2 separate regions of the Mus musculus genome follow, and region 2 is linked to region 1. The links are chromatin contacts, called in public promoter capture Hi-C maps. All regions are on one chromosome and are shown on one strand. The core of a region is the stretch at or near the end of the contact, and the rest is flanking DNA. Distances in the headings are between cores, read along the strand shown.

Evidence for each region. Promoter capture Hi-C pulls out the DNA fragments that hold promoters and counts their contacts.
Region 2: a promoter capture Hi-C map of hippocampal neurons shows a contact between it and region 1, with 2.0 times the contacts expected there. The contact joins the promoter of Ttbk1 here to the promoter of Slc35b2 in region 1. A contact is called at or near these places in 6 of 39 promoter capture datasets (the 3T3-L1 cell line, the C10 cell line, embryonic stem cells and 3 more), 1 of 484 Hi-C or Micro-C datasets (B cells) and 2 of 115 datasets of contacts at active chromatin or transcription factors (bone marrow-derived dendritic cells and large pre-B cells).

Annotation. Positions count from the first base shown.
Region 1 is chr17:45,561,234-45,566,247 of GRCm38.p6, reverse strand. It overlaps Slc35b2 (solute carrier family 35, member B2), which reads right to left and starts at 2,312. Exons shown (of 4, transcript NM_001357105.1): 1 at 2,180-2,312; 2 at 1,475-1,668; 3 at 1,169-1,323. The coding sequence starts at 2,190. Nfkbie (nuclear factor of kappa light polypeptide gene enhancer in B cells inhibitor, epsilon) reads right to left here. Exons shown (of 6, transcript NM_008690.4): 6 at 3,079-4,246. The coding sequence ends at 4,181.
Region 2 is chr17:46,485,449-46,490,344 of GRCm38.p6, reverse strand. It overlaps Ttbk1 (tau tubulin kinase 1), which reads left to right and starts at 2,670. Exons shown (of 15, transcript NM_001162864.1): 1 at 2,670-2,919.

The DNA of each region.
Region 1 (5,014 bases), core at 1,063-3,562:
ACTTCCTCAGAGTTGGTAGCATCAGATGTAACTGACACCATACTTTTGGTTCCTCTGAGGGAGGGGCCTTCTTTCCCAAGCTTTAGCTCATTTTATGGGGGAATCAAATGGAGTTGCAGACACCATGACATCTGCTTTAAGACCAAACACTGTCCTCTTTCATGATGCAAATCCATTAGAGCTGGCTCCACATACCATATAAAGAGTTTTATTTAGTTTGAACTAACTCAAAAAGAAACTGGGATGTTTGGAAGCTGGGGGTGGGGGTGGCTGGACACTTCAATTCAACATATATCTAAGGTGAGTTGGCTCCCACTCTGAATGCCCTGTGATAGCCTCACTCAAAGAAATCCTACTGACAAAATTTTGGAGAAAGCCAAGCATGGTGGTACACGCTGTCACCCCAGCTATTTGGAAGGAAGAAGCAGGAGGGTTGAAAGTTCAAGGCTTGCATTGGGTGGTGGTGGCACATGCCTTTAACCCACTCTGTCCAGCACTCTGGAGGCAGAGGCGTTTGGATTTGAGGCCAGCCTGGTATTGAGAGCAAGTTTCAGGACAGCCAGAGCCACTCAGAGAAACTGTGTCTGGAAAAACAGCGAAGAAAAAAAAGAAAGTTCAAGGCCTGTCTGAGCCTGTGAAACTCTGTCAAAACAGTGTGGTGGGTCATCAATCCTAGCACTTGTAGAGCAGGGGGATCTCTAAGCTGGAGACCAACCTGGTCTATATAGTGAGTTCTGGAGTAATTAGGGCTGCAGAGTGAGACCTTGTCTCAAAATAATAATGTGGGAAGCAGCTCTGGAGATATGTTTAGCCAGCAATTCCTCAAATTCACACTCAGATACAACATACAGACAGAGCAGAATATGGGCATAGGGAAAAAAAATACAACTCAGGCAGGCCTTCTTCCACACTGTAGAAGCCATTGCATGGGTGCGCGCGCGCGCGCGTGGACGTGCGCATGAACACATGCGTGTGTACAGTGAACTTTCATTTCAATACAGGTGTTGAAGGAAGCGCTGGAAGTTCACTTTCAGGACTGGGCTGTGTCCTGTAGGGACACAAACCAGACCCAAACTAACAAACCTTTGGGGTGGGCAGGGAAAATTTGGTTTAAGTCAGGGGCTGTCTGTACCCAGCTGGGGAAGAGAAGGGGAGCCTGTATTCTTACCTGGAGACCCGAGGCACAGAAGACCAGCTTCAGGACCTGCCAAGACGGGGTGGATTCCGCTGTCTCTGTCCGCGGAGCCAGGAGAACCTCATCAGGAGCCTTGGGCTCATTGCCAAACACACAGGCTTTCACCAGGGGGAAGCAGAGACCCCTGCCTGAAGAAGACACAGTCAAGGTCCACAACCTCTGCAGAGCAGCCAGCCCGATCCGGTGTCTGACTTACTGGCCTCCCTCCCGGCCCAAGTCCCGCTCTGCCAACACCTGCAACCAGACTTCCCTCATCTCCCCACCCTCTGGCCACATTACCTGTCTCCAGGTAGTTCTTCCGTCTTAAGTACTGCACCAGGAGGTAGCCAGGTACCATAAAGCTGGCATAGCCCGCTACATTCAACAAGAAGCGGAAGAGCCACAGCTGTGTCCAGGACTGCGGAGGGGCTTCGGGTGACTCTCCACCTGCTCCCAAGGAAGGGAGTGTGGCGAGTACCACTACTGCCCACCATCTGCTGGGACAGCCGAAGCAACGATTAGGTTTGCAGCTCTTCCGCCTCTCTGCCCTCCGGAGGGGACTGTACCAGGGAAGTGCCCAGTGGCCTCCCCGCCCCCTCCGCTGCAGCCCAGAGGGACGGACAAAGAGCCTCTCTCTCCCTCTCTCTCAGGGGGTCCGGCGCAGGCCAGGCAGAACCTCCTCCCTTCTCGGGGACGGCCCCGCCTGTCCAGCCACATAGGTCGCCTCTGTTCCCTTCAGCGCGCGGGCAGCTCAGGCCACAGGCAACCCCCACCCCCTTCCCTCTCCGAAGCGCCACTGTCCCTCATCCCCCTACGCGCGACAATCCCCGAAGCCCCGCGAGGAGCGTAGGCCACATGCCGCGTGCCCATCCACACGGGGCTCCCAACAGTGCCACGCGGATCTGCGGCTGGAGGACCCCCCACCCCGCCTCCGGAGCCCTGGGGTCTCGGTCACGTGGCCCCGGGGTCTCGGTCACGTGGGCCATGGCTGCCCGAGCCCCCCACCTGGCGTCCATGGCCCAGCCGCGTGGGGCGGAGGGGGGACCGGGGAATGTGAGTCCCCCGGGCCGCGCGCTCCCTCCGCTCCCTCTGCCGCCCGCTCCAGCAGCCAGCCAGTCAGCCAGCCAGCGGAAGTGCTGCGCTCTTCCCGCCTCCTCCCCGCCTCAGCCCCCTTCGCGACACTCCGGCCACAGCGACCCCACGCGGCCCGGAGGCAGACCAAGCCCGGTTCCCCTGGGGAACTCCAGTTGGGACTCCCTCCCTTTCCCAGCTTGCTTGGTCACAGCCATCAACCCAACCCAACCCAACCCACACAGAGTGATGATGACCATTGCCATCTAGTGGACTAGGATTTTGAGTATCTGAGACCCAGTACTTCCTCTTACATTACGGTTTTTTTGTTTTTTGTTTTGGTGTTTTTTTTTTTTTTTTTTCGAGACAGGGTTTCTCTGTGTAGCCCTGGATGTCCTGGAACTCACGCTGTATCCCAGGCTGGCCTCGAACTCCAGATCCTCCTGCCTCTGCCTCCTTCAGCAAATCCTACCGGCCTGCGCCACCAGAACCGGCGTTAGTTTTTAAACAATGATGTCTCTTCCTTTTTTGGCTGCATCAGTAATCATCCCCTTAGTACCTGTGATTGTGACCTTCTAGGCTCTGTATGACCTGGTGCGTCCTCCTCGCCCACTTGCCCAACCTTGTAGAGTCCTGTTGGCCTGTTTTCAGTTCCTTTAATTCATCGGAGGCCTTCCCCAATGCTGTCTTTCCCCTTGCTCATCCTAAATCGCAATTTCAACGACACCTGCTTGAAGCTTCCCAGAGGATGATCCTTCGCCCACTCCATTGTCCTCCTTCCTGCTAACGGTTTTCTTCCTTCCCAGTCACCCATTGCAACGTATAACCACATATTTAGTTGTTTATGCCTTTAATATCTGTCTCACTCACAGGATGCATTTGCTTAGTGCTTATAAGCGCTAAGCATCGGAAAGTATGTTGATTTATTTCTTCTCCTTCTTCGTGCATGACCTAGCAGGGCCCTCAGTGTGTGGAGTCTAAGGGGGTTGGGTGGGGGAGGAAAGTTGCAACTCTCTTGTGATCAATGTCCTCAAACTTCTCCAGGGACACGTGTGTGTCTCCATATTCTTCCTCCTCACTCTCCAGCCCTGGGCATTTCCACATGAAGGAGATGTGCCTGTGGTGGCAGGAACCACTTAGGTCTCCTACCATACCCAGCAAGGCCCTGTGCTTGCTCAGGGCTTGTTTCCTTCTCTCTGCCTTTACCCGAGAGTCAGGCCTGCCTATGCATACAACTGTAGAAGGGAAACGTTGTTGTTGTTGTTTTTTTTAAAGCCCCTCTCTTCCATTTTAGTGTCATATTAGAATAACTGCAAAGGTTCAGTTGGGAGCCTTATGTTTGAAGTCTTTAGATAACTTTGCGGTGGCCCGCTGCCACCAGACCTATAATCCCAGCTACTCAGGAGGCTGAGACAGGAAGTTCCCAGTTCAAAGATGACTGCCTGGGCTATAGAGTGAGTTCCAGGCCATCTCTGGCAACTCATTGAGATCCCATCACAACATAAAAAATGAAAAGAGGGCCGGGGACACAGCTCCATGATAGTAAGCTTGCCTACCGCTGGGGAGGCTCTAGGTTCACACCCCAGTGCCAAACACACTCACAAAGGTATTTTAGGTGAGACCCCTCGGGTCAGTTTGCTCATCCCCATTTTCCAGGTAGCTGGCAATTTCAGCCCATGCCATCTTCAACAGAAGCAAGGAGGCTTCCTTCAGGATACCAGTGGCTTCGAGGGTCTTTCAAGAATCTCCATCCAGGCCACTTGGGAAGTCCTTCCTTCCAGATCGGCTCTTCCTCGTCTGCAATCCTTCATCTCATTTTAGGACTATGCTAGCCCCAGGACCAGCATCAGCAGAGGGGCGACATTGCTTGGGTCCCAACTGCAGCAGCTGCGGATCCAGCTTCCAGGTGGGAAGCGGTGGGGACCCATCCGAGCTTCAGTCAGTACATAGCAGTGGTTTGCCGGAGATTTTCAGGTCATCGAAGGGCAAATAAGAAAGGAGCTGAGCGAGAGAGAGAGAGAGAGAGAGAGAGAGAGAGAGAGAGAGAAAACAGAGAGAAGCAGAGTTAATGCCCTAAGTGATGGCACCAGGGATGGCAGCAGGGACCTGGGCAAGCTGAAGGCCAGACAGTGAAAGACCTGGGCATGGCAGAGACCCGAAGATTAGACAAGATCTGAGATAAGCCATGCAGAATATCTGAGCTAGGAGTGACCTTACAGTAGATATAGTATGTCCATTGGCACTATGTATACACAGTGGCTGTTGTTGGGGTTAGGGTTGGGGTGTGGAAGGCTTTTGGATACTTTTGCTTGTTTTTTGAGTCAGGATCTCACTCTGTAGACCAGGCTGGCCTTAAACTCACAGAGATCAGCCTGGCTTTGCCTCTCAAGTGCTGGGATTAAAAGCATGTGCCAGCATATCTTGATGAATATATCTTTTTTTGTTTTTGTTTTTCGAGACAGGGTTTCTCTGTGTAGCCCTGGCTGTCCTGGAACTCACTCTGTAGTAGACCAGGCTGGCTTCGAACTCAGAGATCTACCTGCCTCTGCCTCCCAAGTGCTGGGATTAAAGGCGTGCGCCACCATTCTAATATGACACTAAAATGGAAGAGAGGGGCTATACAGAGAAACCCTGTCTCGAAAAACAAAAAACAAAAAACAAAAAACAAAACCCCAAAAACCAAAAAAACCAAAAAACAAAAAAGAATAAATCTTAAACAAAAAATTTTTAAAAAAGTCTAAGACCTGAAAACCCCGGGTATTTATATGC
Region 2 (4,896 bases), core at 1,421-3,920, 920 kb before region 1:
TTAAAAATTCTCATTCTGTCTGTCTGTCTGCATGTCTGCATATCTGCGTGTCTGTTTGTGTGTGTCTGTGTGTCTGTCTGTGTTTCTGCTCTCTCTCTCTCTCTCTCTCTCTCTCTCTCTCTCTCTCTCTCTCTCTCTCTCTCTCTGTTTGTGTGTGTGTGTGTATGCTCTTATAGAGGCCAGAGGTTGATCTCAGGTATCTTCCTCAATGGCTCTCCATCTTGTTTGTTGAGAGAGTATCTCATTGAACCCGGAGCCCCCTCTCCCACCCCCAGTTTGGTTAGACTAGCTAGTCAGTCACCACACAGCAGCTCTGGGACTCCAGCCCACACTGTAGACTTAGCTTTGTTTTGTCTTTCACATGGCGGTTTGATGTGATGAATCTCTGTTCTCCTGCTTGAGTAGCAAGCATTTGAACAGCTGTGTCTCTGCCCCACCCTTTCTTATTAAAGGTTAGCATATGAAGGGAGAGATTGCATGGCGTCGTTTTGTACGTATGTGTGACTATATTTTGTTCTTGTTCAGTATCTGCCCCACTGCCCTCGTCTTATGAATTGTCCCCCCTGCCTGGACCCCTTTCTTCCCTCCAATTCCCCCTCTGCTTCCTTATCACACATACCTACTCCATCACCCTCTCTACTCCCTTAGGATCTCTTCTACCTTTTTCATGGGCTGCTTTCTTGTTTCACGACACACACAATTTTAGAAATGCTTTCGCATGTGTGCACACACGTGTGCTTCAATGCCATGGAGCGTGTGTGGAGGTCAGAGGGCAACCTTTGGGACTTGCTTCTCTTCTTCCACCTTAAACCATGGTTTGGCCTCAGGCTCCTTTCTACACTGCCAGACGAGGTCCTACATTTGACAGAAAACATAAAGTATCTGTCTTTTTGAGTCTGCTTATTCACTTAACACAATGATTTCAGTGGCATCTACTTTCCTGAAAACATTTCATCTTTCTCTTAAAATGTATTATTGTTATTATTTATTTATTTATTTTGGTTTTTCGAGACAGGGTTTCTCTGTATAGCCCTGGCTGTCCTGGAACTCACTCTGTAGACCAGGCTGGCCTCGAACTCAGAAATCCACCTGCCTCTGTCTCCCAAGTGCTGGGATTAAAGGTGTGTGCCACCACGCCCGGCTTATTATTATTATTTGGTTTTTTGAAACATGGTTTCTCTGTATAGCCCTGGCTGTCCTGGAACTTACTCTGTTGACCAGGCTAGCCTGGAACTCAGAAATCCACCTGCCCCTGCCTCCCAAGTGCTGGGATTAAAGGCGTGAGCCACCACTGCCCGGCTAAAATGTATTATTATTGTTATATTATTATTATGTGTGTGTGCATGATTTGTATATCTGAGTGTGGGCCTGTGTGTGCCAGGTGTGCCCATGCTTTAGTGCATATGTGAAAGTCAGAGACAACTTTGTAGTCATTGCCTCTCTCCTTCCACTACGAGTTCTATGAACAGAACTTAGGTTGTCAGGTAGGCCTCTGAGGCAAACACTTTTATCCTATCAAGTTATCTTGCCAGCTTTTTCACTCTTTCTCTGTCTGTCTCTCTGTGTCTGTCTGTCTCTCTCTGTCTCTGTCCCTTTCTCTGTCTCTCTCTGTATCTCTCTCTGTCTCTGTCTCTCTCTCTGTCTCTGTGTGTGTGTGTTCTCTTCTTTATTGCTTTGTTATAGGGTCTCTTCTTTCACTGAACCTGGAGCTAGATTGTCCAAAAAGCTCTGAGGATTTGACTGTCTGTTTCCCCCGAGCTGGGTCTGGAGACACCCACCACAGCTCCTGGCCTTTAACTCTGGTGCTAGGAACCAAATTCGGGTCTTTAAGCTTGCACAGTGAGTGATCTTTCTTTCTAAGATACTTATAAAGATTACAAAAGTTAATGTGTCTGGCAGGTGTACCTGCTGCTATTATTATTGTTGTTGAAGATGCTCCCTCTACATTCGTGGAGGGTATAAGCAACAGGGGAGGAACCGAGAGAGGCAAAGCGCAGAGTATACTCTGAGAATATTGAGTAATCCCCATCTGTCAGGAGAGTAATAGCCTTATGGGCATATGTTGGAAAGAGTTTTTAATGTCACAGTAAAGAGTGTGTATCTTATTTGGTAAGCAATAAGAAACAGTGATTGAGTCTGTCAACAGTTGGAAGAAAGGGCCTAAGAAAGAGAAGGTAAACCAGGAGAAAAGGCAAGCAAGAACTTGATGAGGAGAGGGTTACAGATGAGGGGTAGTATGTCCAGATGTGGGATGCTGTTAGGAGAGATCGTGACAGAGCCATATGGGAAGGACAGGCACAGGTTGAGGAGAAGGCTTAAGAGGGAAGTACAGTGGCTATGTGGAGGATGGAATCGGGGACCAGGTGAGTCTAGTGGGGTCAGGCAAGGAGTAAAGGAGATATTCTGCGAAGTGGGGGAGATAAAAGGTGATGGAGACAAGAGAGGTTTCTGGGAACAGGTAAGGAAGGAGCCTATGGTCAAGTGAACGGCATAGATCAGTTAAGAGAACCTGGTAGCTGTAACGAGACCATATGAGAGTTCCCGGGCAGAGTCTAGGGGGGCAGAGTGGAACGTGATGTCAGGAAAAAAAAAAAAAAAAAAACGGCAGTGATGTAAGGGCCAGGGCGGTGGGGCGGTGATGTCAGGGCTGGTGCTGATGCTGGCGGCGCAGTGCATTGTGGGCAGCTCCCCACTTCGCAGCCGCCGCCGTCGCCCGAGGAGGATCGGGGCCGGGCCGGGCCGGGCCGGGATGGTCGCGGTCGGGAGGCCGCCGCCGCCACCGCCGGAGGGAGCGGGCCGCCCAGCGCTGCACTGAGCCGCCCCCGCCCCGCCCCGGCCCCGGGGGATGCGCCGCCCCGCGCCGCTGCCTTCACCGCCGCCGCCGCAGCCGCAGCCGCAGCCGCAGCGGACACCGAGCAGGTGAGGCGGGGCGGGGCCGGGAGGGTGGGCCGGGGGTCCCTCCTGGGGTACATCGGGCCTCCCGCCGGGCTCACCTCCCAGGGCTCGGCTCCTGTCCCGCAGCGGTCGTCGCCGCTGCCGCTAGGAGCCGGGACGCCGGCCTACACTCCCTGGGCCACAGCCCGAGGCCTGGAGCGGCTCCCAGCCCCCGCACAGACCCACCCTCCAACCCCGCGTCCCTTGTCCCTGTGATTTCCCTCCTGTCACCTCTGGCAGGTCGTGAAGATGTCTCCAGACCCTCTCTTCCATCCTCAGTCCCTACCAGCTTCCCTTTTACTTCCCAGCCGTGCCCAGAAGCCCCTCCCGTGGTCCTGTCACTGTCCCTGCCACCATGATCTCCGCCAGTCTCTTGTCTTACTTACCTCCTCTCTCCTCCCCTCCTCCTGTCACTCCGACTTACCCTGCTCGCTGCACTCTCCTCCAGACCTCTTTTCTCCTGTTCCTCGTGGCTTCACCTCTCCTAACCTGGACTCTGAGATTCCCACACATTCCGGCCTCACGCCTTGAAGAGCCGCACATCAACTCTTCTGCTCCCAAACCACGATAAGCTCCGAAGCACTTAGCTTGCTTGCTCTTGCCACTTGGCCCACATTCTCATGCATGCACACAGCCATGCCTACACACACACACACACACACACACACACACACACACACACACACACACACACAAAGGGACCTGAGTAGCTGGTCAGCCAAGCTTGTCAACCCAATCTGGGCTAAGTGGGCTCTTCGGAAGCATCCCCTGGGAAGGGAGGTGGACAGGATGGCCGGGTCCTACTTTTCTCTCCTCACCCATTCCTTTAAGATTTCCTTGAGTACCAAGTGTGAACAGCACACAGAGTTTCTTCATCCACCTGCAGAGCCACACTAGGCAGGACTGAGACGCCCACCTAGGTTGCTCAACAATTTTCTTCCTTCTTCTCCTTCTTCTCCTTCTTCTTTTCAGTACTGGGGACTGAATGTAGGGCCTTGTACTTCTTGTTAGCAAGTACTCAACCCCTCACCCCCTGATCACATTTTATTTGCTTATTTTGTGCGTAGAGGGTACACACCTGCCACAGTGCTCATGTGGAGGTCAGAGGACAAATTACAGGAGCAGCTTCCCTCTTTTGACCACAAGGGTCTCAGGAATCAATCGTGGGTTATCAAAACGGATGGCAAGGGCTTTTTCCCACAGAATGGTCTTGGCAGGCCCGCAGCCCCCCTTTTTATTAATTTTTTTAAAGATGATGTTGGGAGTTGAAACTGGCGCCTTAAACATGCTAGGTATGTATTCAACCACTGAGCTCTCCCCCCCCCCCGCCCCCGCCAAAATCTAACTCCCACTGCCCCCGCTGTGGCCCATGGCCTCTTGCACACTACAGGCGAAGCTACAATTGGTTCCAGCTAAGGTCTCCTCCACACAAGTTCCATTGCTTTCTCCAGTCTTTGTTTGTTTAATTTTTTTTCTTGTTTATATTTGGGATATCTTGTAGACCAGGCTGGCCTTGAACTTGGTGTGTAGCCAAGGTTAATCTTGAGTTCCTCACCCTTCTTCCTCCACTTCCAGAGTGTTGGGATCCCAGGAGTGTGGTACCATGGCCAGCTGCCTCAGTCTTGTCCCCGACCTATATTCCAAAGCTCTACTCCATCTCTTCCCATCTTTCTCATGTCTCTACCTTCTTCCAAACTCCTGCTGCCCCACAGCCCTAGCATTGTAAGGATCAGAGGGACTCAGTTCAGTCATTTCACAACAAAGCTATGAAGACTGATAGCATCTTTCCTCATGGAGATGCATTCTTTTCATATGCCCCGTGGTATCCCAGTGACCTGGGGAAAGGCTGTCTCAGTGCCCTCCCAACCCTCCCTGCCCTTATCAGGCTGTCAGCTTAGCCATCCCAAGGAGAATCAGACTCATACAGTGCCCACCCCCTTTCCATCTCTCTTATACCCAGTC